Regions from separate parts of the Mus musculus genome. Here region 2 is linked to region 1. A link is a contact called in public Hi-C data. All regions are on one chromosome and are shown on one strand. Each heading gives the region's core, a stretch centred on a gene start, on an enhancer-like site or on the middle of the called end of the contact. The rest is flanking DNA. Distances are from core to core; before and after follow the strand shown. Region 1 overlaps Fam110b (family with sequence similarity 110, member B). Region 2 holds the start of Sdcbp (syndecan binding protein).

Region 1 (5,141 bases), core at 1,855-4,354:
TTACAGTGTCACATTCAGTCTCTTCTGGTGCATCCATACCTTTCATCCTGTTACAGTGAACACATTCGGTCTCTCCTGGTGCATCCATACCTTTCATCCTGTTACAGTGGCACATTCAGTCTTTTCTGGTGCACAGGTACCTTTCAGTCCCATTTTTGCTTTTCCTTCTGATCTTCACCTTCACATTTGTTTCTTTTGTTCTTTCTTTTCTCTTTCTTGCCCCCACCCCCAGAGTCCCCAGGTATTCATGCATCAAAGGCCAACCTTGTCCTAGCTGTGGAGCTCAGGATAAGCTTAATCCCCCTTCCTTCACCTCTCAAGTGCTGGAATTACAACATGTGCCACCACACCCATCTTATATTTGCATTCCTTAAAAGTTATTGCCATGGTATAAAAGTACATTTGTACTAGGAAAGGAAAGAAAAGGGCAAACGTGAAAACATGGCTAATCTTATTCCTTGAGACGAGTAAATACTTTTCACCAGGAATAACACTGTCTCTTTTAAATCCCCCCACCCAGGAAGCTTGATTCCTTAGTACACTTTCAATGTGATTGTCTGTGATGACCTCATTACTTCCAACTGTGAAATATACAGAGGAAGGAGTTGGTTGGAAGCCTGGGGGAGGAAAGCAAATGTGTAAACAAGCATAATGGTTCCCAAGCTGCCATAATAGTGTCTGGCAAGACTGCTGTACAGGGGAAGACGGTTAAAGTGCATGCAGTGTGTGTGTTTCTCAGAAGTCAGCCTGGAATCCACAGCCTGTCCTATCTGCCTTGAGGTTCCTTGTAGTGTGCATCATAAACACCTTTGAACATTGTCATCTTCTCATCCTAAATCTAACTGTAACAAAGTCTCTGTGTACTCTTATAAATCCTATGAAAAACCCAGATAAAAATCCAAATAAGCTCCCCCAAATCTCCCCAATTTCTCTCCCCTTCCTTCCCCTCCCCTCCCCTGCCCTCCTCTTCCATCCCCTCGCCTCTCTCTAGGTTTCCATAGGGAGATGGTTTGGGAAATCCCTCACAACCCAGAATCTATGGATGCTCAAGTACTTTATCTAAGATGGAAGAATTACTTGCCTAAAATTTACACTCATCCTCCTGCCAGCCATATCTAGCCTTTTGATGTGTGGTACTACATTATTGCCTGCAAAGCTCACTCACTACACAAGAACTGCACAGTCAAGTTACACAAGTATCTCGAACAATTCAATATGTTTTAAGCAAATTTATGATTTTGTGTTGAGCTCTATCAACAGTGACCCTGAGGTACATGCAGCCTGCCACCACAGGTTATACATACTGAAGTAATCCCTAGATTATCCATAATGCCACTGTTACCTTTGGAATCTCACATGCCCCACACAGGACTGGGTTTTTTGACATATGTTCCTCAGCTAGTAGTGCTGTTTGGGTAAATTGTAGGACATTTAAGAGGTTGGGCCTGACTAACTGAAGTGGATCACTATGGATAGGCCTTTGAGGGTCATACCCATGCCCTGGTGCTAGCATCTTTTCTGCTTCCTGGTCTGTTGCCATGTGAACAGCCTCTATAATATGCTTCTCCCATCACTGATTGGGTAGGCTGCTCTACCATGCCTCCCCCAATATAATGAACTAAAACCTTCAAAAACTGAGAGCCAAGATAAAACTTTTCCCCTTTCTAAATTGTTTCTGTCAAGTATTTTGTCACAGTAATAGAAAAGTAATACAGACAGATAGAGGAAAATGTTGTGTAAATAGTTACACTGTATTCTTTGGGAGATGGTAACAGGAAAACAGACTGGAACAATTTTGTACTCAGCCTTGATAGAACCAACTGGGTGGGACAAGAGACTATTAAGGGAAAAAGACCTGTGACAGGGACAGGAGACAGGCACATTAAAATCTGCTTCAGTGGAAGGCTGAGCATGGAAAACATTCCAGTTTTAGTTTAGAGAACTTGTTGAAAGTTGAAGTGGATATTAGTCATCTGCGTTTTCAACTTCATTTTCCAGCTGTTTCTTCTGTAGTTGTGTTTAGTAAGTTAATAGACAAAGAAAAGGAAAGGAAATGGACATGGCTGCTCCTAGGTATGGCAGAGGAGAAAAGCTTATTACACATATGTGGGAGAGCATAGCACAGGCAGAGACATCGAGAGTTCAGAGTGGACATGACCTTGAGCCATGTGGGAAGAGGGAGAGGTGAAGAAAGAGGGGAGAGAGGGGTAGAAGGTGCAGCAGCCAGGAGACCAAAGGTACGAAAGGGGTGAATAGCCAAAAACATCTGGATTATATAGAGAAGAGACTGTGGGGGAAGAGCAGCCCAGTCCCTTCTGCTGGAGGATGCAGTATGGGACCAAGAGATGCACCTCAGCCTGTCCTGGGTTTGAAACCTAACAACAAGTCTTTAACCTGGCCCCAAATTGGCAGGGAATTTTTGTTTTAAAGGTAAAACTGTGACCATGTTATTATAGCTTCACTTCTCTTCCTGGCCTCTCATTGCTGTCTATAAAATCCAATGTCCTTCTGTCTCTCCTACTAGCAGTCTTGTCCCTTTGTCCCCTGTCATGCTCATTGGCCATCAGTGTCTTTCAAGTTAGTTGACTGTTGTTGCTAGGCTGACGACATTCCCACCACATTACTTAACTACTCTTCAGCAGATGGGCCTGAATTTCCCTGCATTGTCTGTGGCTTTTCTGCCTGACAGCTTACTCATAACTGCCCAGTCATTAGATAAAAATCACTAGGCTGCACACAGTGCATACTTTAGTGAGTGCTCACACTTTGAGTGCATTCCTTGCATTGGAAAAGGATTCAGAAGGGCGCATGAAAATGATATGACTGTGTTTTCAGAAAAGAAAATTCTAGGATGTAGATATTGGGATTGCTCCTAATCATGTTGCAATTTTATGCTTAAAGTCATAAGTTGAAAGAAAGAAAGAAAGAAAGAAAGAAAGAAAGAAAGAAAGAAAGAAAGAAAGAAAGAAAGAAAGAAAGAAAGAGACAAACCTTGCCAGAGCCAACCTGTAAAGTAAAAGCAGGGGCACTAGACCAGAGGCCACATGGCAGAGTTCAGTAACACACACACTGGATCATGTGTGCGCAGAGGTGGAGAGACCCAAAGAATTAGATCTGCAATCCTGGTTCAGAGGCCCGGCAGCTGCACTTGCCTGCTGTGTACTCCCTTGAATGAGCAGGGCATTTCCAGCTCACCAGACCAACATGTTTGCTTCTATGCATAAGCAAATCAAGACTGAGCTGTTCCGCAGACTTTGAGTGGAATTAGCCAGGCATGCTCTTTGAAGCATTGCTCCCGGACTTACACCGCCGCAGTGCCCAGGAGAGTGACCCACTTTCACACTTGGAAACCTCTGTGGGTGTGTTCAGTTCCCACAGACTGTGCTCTGACTCTAGTGGCTTTCTTTCCTACTTACAGTTTGGAGGGTGCTCCTCTTTTATTTACCAAAAGCATGGAGTAAAGGAGAAGAAACGACTCAATCGAGCAGGCTTGGCTTACAGAGTTTCATGAGACAGACTGTTATGCAGAATTCTGGATTTGCTCCTAAGCAACAGAGAGACGTGTTCCTGGGCAGCCCTGAACTGGGGCTTCTTGTTCAAGTCGGGCACTCTCCCCTCAGCAGCCCAGCTGCCCAGGAGCAGAGCTAGGCATGCCTTGCCTAGCTACAGGAGTACTGACTAGAGGACATTTTCAGATGAACTATGTGCATAGAGGATATTTTCTGGCCCTAACCCCTCAAGGTTCTAAATGTTCCCTAATATATCATATCATTTTGACAGGGCTTTACCTAAATAACCCCATGAGTGGCTGATAAAGAAGAAATTAGAAGGATGCAAAACACTTGTTTTAAAAATCTGAGGTGGCTTTAGCCATTCCTGTGATGTTGTAATGTGAGTTCTGTAGTTTACACATGAAGCCAGACTTGGGCCTCCTCTCCTCCCTCCTCGCTACTCTAATACAATAGCATCTCTTAGGATCTAACAAGAAATGGAGAATGTGGGCCTTCATGGAAATCTCCTGAATCCCACTTGGCATTCTCATGTATTATTCTTGAGACTAGTACAGCGCCAGTGACCAGGAAGCCTCCATCCAGCCCAGAACTCCATCAAACATCATGGCACTTACACCCACAATAGCTTTGGAGCTTACATCTGCCCTGATATACCCAGCTATTTTGCTGTATAACTCAACCATCGTTCTTTATCCTGGTCTTTTTATCCTTCAGGTATAGAATGGAGCCAGCATGATCTGAGGGGAAGTCTCTCCCTTTGTCAGGTTGTCCGTCAGGTTCTGCCTCCTCAGCCATGCGCCCTGAGTCTGAGAGTAAGCCCTGCTTGGGGTATGGCCAGTGATAAAGGCTGTGCTACTGCATGAGCAAGCCTGGGATTCTGTCCCCACCACCAAAGGGAAAGAAAAACAAAGCAAGACTTTATAGTTGCTTTTATTTATGGAACATTATGAGAGCGAGATCAATTTTTCCTTTCCCTAAAAAAAGCTCAGCTCCCCAGTCCGAGCCCAGCAGTTGGCCTCACTGCTGTGATTAATCCCAGCCACACTAGAGAGCCTGTGCCAGATGTCAGGGTCTTGTGCTCTACAGCATTCCCTGGAGGACTGCATGGTTACTTTGTCTGTGACATTGAGATAACAGCTCCGGGGCACCTCCTGGATCATCTATACCGTACAGTTCAGATTATCTCTCCTGGCTTGTACAGCTGTGCCCTGACAACAGCTCCCCATGTGAAATAGTGGAGCAGATGCCGTGGATTAAGTGAGAGCAACCTACACCACCACATTACGTCCAGCTACTGGACATAGCAGGCATCAAGTATGACTGTTAATATCCTTGACTACCAAACATGTCAGTAGCTTTTCCCTTTCCTTGGAGTCTTCCCACAATGCCTTTTGATTATTTGGGTATTCTCTCATTACTATTTAAAAATTATTACAGAAATGAGAATGGCCCAGAAGGAAGGGAAGACCTTGAAATGGAAAGAAAAAATAGGAGGTGGTTACAAAGTGTCACTGTTTTTAACATTCTTCCATGTTGGCTTTACAATTCCATGATGGCCAATTTCTAGCAGTTTCTAAGAAGCCTAAGGAGCCTTCCCAAGGATGCCAGTCTCAGGAGTGAAGAAAGTAA
Region 2 (5,760 bases), core at 699-3,198, 570 kb after region 1:
ACCTAGCCTTTGGTAATTTGTTCTTGTAGCCACAGTAAAACACCCTCAAGCTACATATTTTATCTTCTTCAGCATCCTTTATGATTAGTTTATTTACTGTTTGTGTGTGTGCCCATGTATATGTGTACAGTTCTCCTGCCACACAGCACAAACATGTGAAGTCAGAGGACAACATCTCCAGTTGGCTCTCTCTTTCCAGGTTGACAGTATTTTTTGTTTTTTTTGTTTGTTTTTCAGCAAATGCTTTCACTCCACTAAACCATCTTGCCCGCCTTGGTGTTTTGTTTTTCTCACAAACTGTGGAACCAGCTTGTTGGTATCTATGACTTGATAGGATTTTGACTGAGATTGGATGAGATCTATAGATGGTGGGCAGAACTGACATCTCCATAAAATCTTTCTTCCTATGTATAAAGGTGGGCGTCCCCCACTTTACTCAGATCTTTCATTTTCTTTAGAACTCCCTGTCAACACAAAGAAACCGCAGCTCTCATCTTAAAGGTGATAAGAGATAGTTGATTTTGGAACCATTTTGAGTGACCATGGCCTGGGAACACAGATTTAGGTTACTTCAAATTCTATGTTCCAACAAGTAGCCTCAAGTAGCTCTCATAGTTTTTGTTTTTGTTTTTGTTTGTTTTTCTGAGACAGGGTTTCTTTGTGTAGCCCTGGCTGTCCTGGAACTCACTCTGTAGACCAGGCTGGCCTCGAACTCAGAAATCTGCCTGCTTCTGCCTCCCAAGTGCTGGGATTAAAGGCGTGCACCATTTTACAGGACAGAGGAAGTCATCAGTCAAGGCAAGCTTACAATACATAGGCGCTTACTTCAGAGAGGCAGGACAAGGCAGTGGGGGTGAGGTTCAGGGAACCTTTCTGTAAGACGCAAGGTGTTTTCTGGTGGCATTCTAAGCATTTGGATTGGTAGAAGCTAGTTGCCTGCTAATTCAATAGATTCTAAAGACCTGTTGTTTATTGTCACAAGATGTTAGTTTAGACACAGGGAAACAAGGAATGGCTGTTCTGGAGGGCCAGGATTTAGCCCAAGATATGGTGATCTTCCTCTGGACTTTCGACATTCCAACCTATTTATTTCCACAGCATGAAATTCTAATTAGGAGTTTTCCTTCACACAGATATTCATTCAACTAGGCTTGTAGCTAAGTATTTTATCTTGATATATTTTTAATATTCAATTCCAATTGCTCATTTCGTGCAGATAGGAAAGTAATTGACTCGTGTGTATATTAACCGTGTATCGTAGCAACCTTGCTGTAGCTGCTTATTCTGCTTACTGGTGTTTATTTTCTCTTTGTTTACATAGATAATCTTGCCAGCTGTGAATAGAACTGTATTTCTTCCTTTTCCATCCCGTAACTCGTTTTACAAGTTGTTCATCAGTTAAGCCATATTCTCCCTGGAGCATCACATTTTCATTCCTCTTGTCATGTAATGCTTATTGTTTTACCAGAGATAAAATTTCAAATGACTGTGATGATGAATAATTTAGATAGACAATTGCTTGCATGCCAATGATGTCATATACTGTTACTAGGAAATGGCCTCAGCCATGGACTGGTGTAGATATTGTCAGTTTCACATATTCATGTACACCCCAAACATCTGGATTCCCCTATCAGCACCATCAACTCTCAGAAAGCACATAGTCCGTGTTTTTAAGATTAGAATGTGGGTTTTATTTATTTCAGGGTGTGTGTGTGTGTGTGTGTGTGTGTTCAACACCGAGAGTAACAGTCAGCAGCCAATGAGCATTCGTTCTGGGAACAAAGGGTAGTAAAAGGCGGCGGGGGCTGCCAGGGAACCGAGGCTGGAGCCGGGAGTTGGGAGGATTTCGTAGAGGGAGGGTGGGCTGGTGGTCGCTCGGGCTGTGCCGCGTTGTCATGGGGACGGCGCGTGCGCCTGCGCCTGCGCGGCGGAAGGCGGGGGCGGTGATGACGCGCAGGGCGGGCCCCGAGGTTCGGTTGTGTGGAGCTGGAGCGGGCAGCAGGAGCGGCGCGGTCCTCGGGGCAGGTGAGTGGCCGCGGGGGTCCCGGGCCCCGGCAGGTCTCGGAGCTGGTCCGGCGCTCTGCTTCGGGCCCCGGGTGGGTCTGGCCGGGTCCTCGCCCGCACTCGGTGGCGTCCTCAGCGGCTTCCGGACGGCTGGCAGGGCGCGACGGACCGGAGGTGACAACGGTTAGCTGCGGAGCCGCTGCTCTGGAAGGGGGCAGGGAGGGCCAGGGCTTGCAGCGGGGTGTGTGCACCAGGAACGGTCTCCGGAGGTCTGGTGACTCAGATCTCCTTGGAGGATTTCCTTCTAATACGGGGCGGAGGGAGGCGTACAGACGTGGAAAGTTTCCAGTTTCAGAAGTGCAGTTATGGAGCCGTGGAGTGTGTGGGATCGTTTGTTGTATTCGTCCTATCTTCGACACATAGCTTTTTTTTTTCTTGTTTTGTTTTGTTTTCCATTAGGTAAATTACTTAGAAAGTGTAGAGTTTTAAATTCTTAACACGCACGCTTTACACCGAGAACAAATGTTTAAGAACGAAAGTTATATTGAAAATAGCTGCTGCCCTGGTCAATTGTCTTACTTTTGAAATGTCAAGGTGATATAGTTCAGCAGATTTGTACTCTCATTTTCCCGATGTGAGGATAGGACAAAGCAGAAAATATGCCTTTTCATCCTGTTAACAACTTAGGTCCTTAAACTGGTAGGTCTTAAGTGGTACGTAAGTATTACTGATCAGATGACTTGCACCAGGAAATAAGGAAATGGAATGACGAGAAGGCTCAGTAAACAATTACTCCATTATAGCCAGAGTCACTTAACTTTGGAAGCAGATTTTAGCTGTGCTGGATCTATTAAAGAGGATTTAAAAATCATGAACAAGAAAGGGCTGATTAAGATTTTGATGCACTTTTGAATTAAGCAGCCCTTTAAAATGAGCACGGCTCACCGACTTCCCCCCATTTTTGCCACTTTCTCTTAGGTAGTAAACATCCAGAGACTGTAAAAGACACCCACACACTTTAAAATACTTATACATTTAATAATCGTTCTCCTTGTACTTATTAATTGCCAAATGTTGCAACACTTACTGAAAATTTTAGCTTTTAAGGATGTAATTAGTAAACATATGGCTCAAAATTTTAAGCATTTAAAATGTAGAGCATACAGTATAAAACCTCCCCTGTGCTTGGCATAGGCTTTGGTTGTGCCCACCAGCCAGCCATATTTCCTCTGGCAGGCCAGTTCTTTTACGGTCTTAGGTACTGGTTCAGATAGTGCCTCTATGGTCAGACATGTAAATATGTTTCCCTCAGTTTAACACTGAGGAAGGCATGATTTTCTGCTGTATGTGTCTGTTTTTCCAGTTAGTAATAACATTTTGGATTATAACTTTCAGTTATGGTTAAGTTTGGCTGTGTTTTGGTCAGTGTCACTGTGACCAAGCTAGTAGGTATGATTGTCACCCTTTGCAAGTACATGTCAACTAAAGACATGAAGCGGTCTTACTGTGTCTGGAGTTATAATTGGAGCAGATGTCTAAATTGTAGGAGTTACTCCTCTTATACTTAACTTTCTTAAAATTGTAAAAGGCTTTGAACAACTATATTTAAAAAATGATAGTTTCTTTCCGCTAGCTTTTTAAAAAATGGTGTGTGTGTGTGTGTGTGTATGTGTGTGTGTACATACGTGGGAGTGGGATGGGGAGTGCAGGGAGTGGAGAGGCCAGAGTCAGCGTGCCTGTGGGGTTGAATTAGTGGTTTTGTCAGTTGCCCCAAGAATGGGTGCTGGGAACTGAACAGCATGTGTTCCTTGGAGCTCCTGCATACAGACCTGCCAGGAACCTAGGCCCCTGGGGCCCAGACTCACAACAACTCTACAGTTTTAACTTTGTCACCTTCTTAGTGTGCCCTACTAGTGTACATGGTCTGAACCTTCCTGGGCCCCACTCCTGACGGAGAATAAGCAGAACCTCCTTCCACGTTTCCGAGCTGAAGGCTCTCCCCCTGCAAGACTCCTGTCACATCACAACAGATCACAACAGCTCCAGCTCCTCTTACAGCTGTAATGAAGGGTAACCGCTTCCCCTCTATAGACCCTATACTAACCTGTGACACATATGGGCGCAGGTCTCAGTGGCTGATCATCAGAAGCCCCTGGGATGTTTGGTTTATTTATTTTTTTACAGTCCAGTCGTTGCCCCCACTCCTGGGAACTTTTTTTTTTTTATGCCTGAGGTAGTTTTTATCTGAAGATTAGCTAAAGTCAAATACTTCTCTTGGGACCTGACCTAAGTGAGTTCTCTTTCACTGTGTGTGTGTGTGTGTGTGTGTGTGTGGTGTGTTCATTCCATGTGGTCACAGAATTTCTGTTAGGATTGATTCAGGTATGTTCTTTGACACATTATATGAACTACAAGGATTGTCTTTTGTCCCTCTGGACAACCAAGGTCCTTATTATTTTATTTGAATTCAACACAACACTTTTTCTTATTTATGCTTTTAAATTATTTGTATTTAGTTGTCTGAAGTGAAAAGTTCCACAGTGGAACATTACCGGAAATTTTAAGAGTGATTTCAACGAAGGAAAACTAAGCCATTCCAAAGTATTTGGGTTTGATTATACATAGTTGAAATGGGCCACATATTTGACTTGCGCTAATTTCCCCAATTAGAATATGTGGTCCTATCTTTTAACCATTGTGAAGATTTCAACTATTATCTTTGTTCCAGCACATCATTGCTTTTGATTTTTCTTGTATTTGGGTCATTAAAACACAATACTAATTCCAGATCACAACGATCAATGAGTTATGTCAATACTTTTCGTTAATTTTTTTTATTTCTGTGGTCAAATACAGTATCTTTAATAACTTGAGTGGCTTAGGATTATGGTGAGGGAGTACCCATTATTGTTCTTATTTAAAGAGAATTTTCACTTAGGCTTATAAACATTAAATAGAATAATTGGTGCAGTTGATTTTTAAAAGTGCCTACATTACTAGTTCCTTCTGGTCATCTCTCTTATTTATCTACAGTTGGCCTCTACAAATGATGCACAGGAAATTTGGAATACAAATAAAAGTTGTTAAAAAAAACCCGTACCATCTTAGTGAGAGAGGATGGCTGGGACTTTTCTGGAAGTGCTGCAGGACAGAGCTCTTCCTGCTGACTACGGGATTTGTTTCTCCAACTAAAAGAACTAAGTTGTTTACTCACTGGTTCTCAGGCTTGAAGAATTTTGCTTAGAAGGATTCCATCCAAAACCTCCCAGTGTATATGATCGGGTTCTTCATGTTAGACCTAGAATTCACCAGCTGGTCTCACCTGCACCACCTTTCTCCTTAGCTTTCTTCTCTGCAGCTGTGGCTGAAAGAGCAGAATTTTGGCTTTCTTATTAGACTCAGCAGCAGCAGTAGCCGCAAAAACCAAATCCTAGTTCTTCCAAAATATCACTTCCCTTATTTCAATTTTTGTGTGGGCCTAAGTGACATATATTGCTCTGAGGGTGTTGGGGGACAGATAGAAAGTTCTTACTAATCTAGAAGTTACTTCATCAGACGCTTGGTTTTTCCAAACCATGTCTACAGGGATAATAGGATTGCTCCGAACAACAGCAGAGCAGTTGGTAGTGATAGAGCATCACTCTCAGGTTTCCCACCTGAAGTAACCGTCCTTTCTAGAAGGCACCAAATATTATCTGGAGATAATATTTTTTGTAGTCTTTCTTTGTTGTTGTTGTTGTCTTCATGTTTTGT

The links. A called contact is a pair of places that touch in the nucleus more often than the background predicts.
Region 2: a contact with region 1 is called in a Hi-C map of adipose-derived mesenchymal stem cells, with 3 times the contacts expected there. The contact joins the promoter of Sdcbp here to the enhancer-like site in region 1. A contact is called at or near these places in 1 of 39 promoter capture datasets (cranial neural crest), 2 of 484 Hi-C or Micro-C datasets (adipose-derived mesenchymal stem cells and olfactory sensory neurons) and 2 of 115 datasets of contacts at active chromatin or transcription factors (astrocytes and embryonic hindbrain).

What each region holds. Positions count from the first base shown.
Region 1 is chr4:5,790,582-5,795,722 of GRCm38.p6, forward strand. All of the region lies in intron 2 of Fam110b (family with sequence similarity 110, member B), which reads left to right. Among named protein-coding and RNA genes, the nearest start is that of Gm24337, 110 kb to the left of the region's middle. Within about 2 kb of position 3,105, at least 94 of the 459 cell types and tissues checked have an H3K27ac peak or open chromatin away from gene starts, as enhancers often do. A contact at or near this core is called in adipose-derived mesenchymal stem cells and astrocytes, where this site is marked.
Region 2 is chr4:6,363,732-6,369,491 of GRCm38.p6, forward strand. It overlaps Sdcbp (syndecan binding protein), which reads left to right and starts at 1,949. Exons shown (of 9, transcript NM_001098227.1): 1 at 1,949-2,028.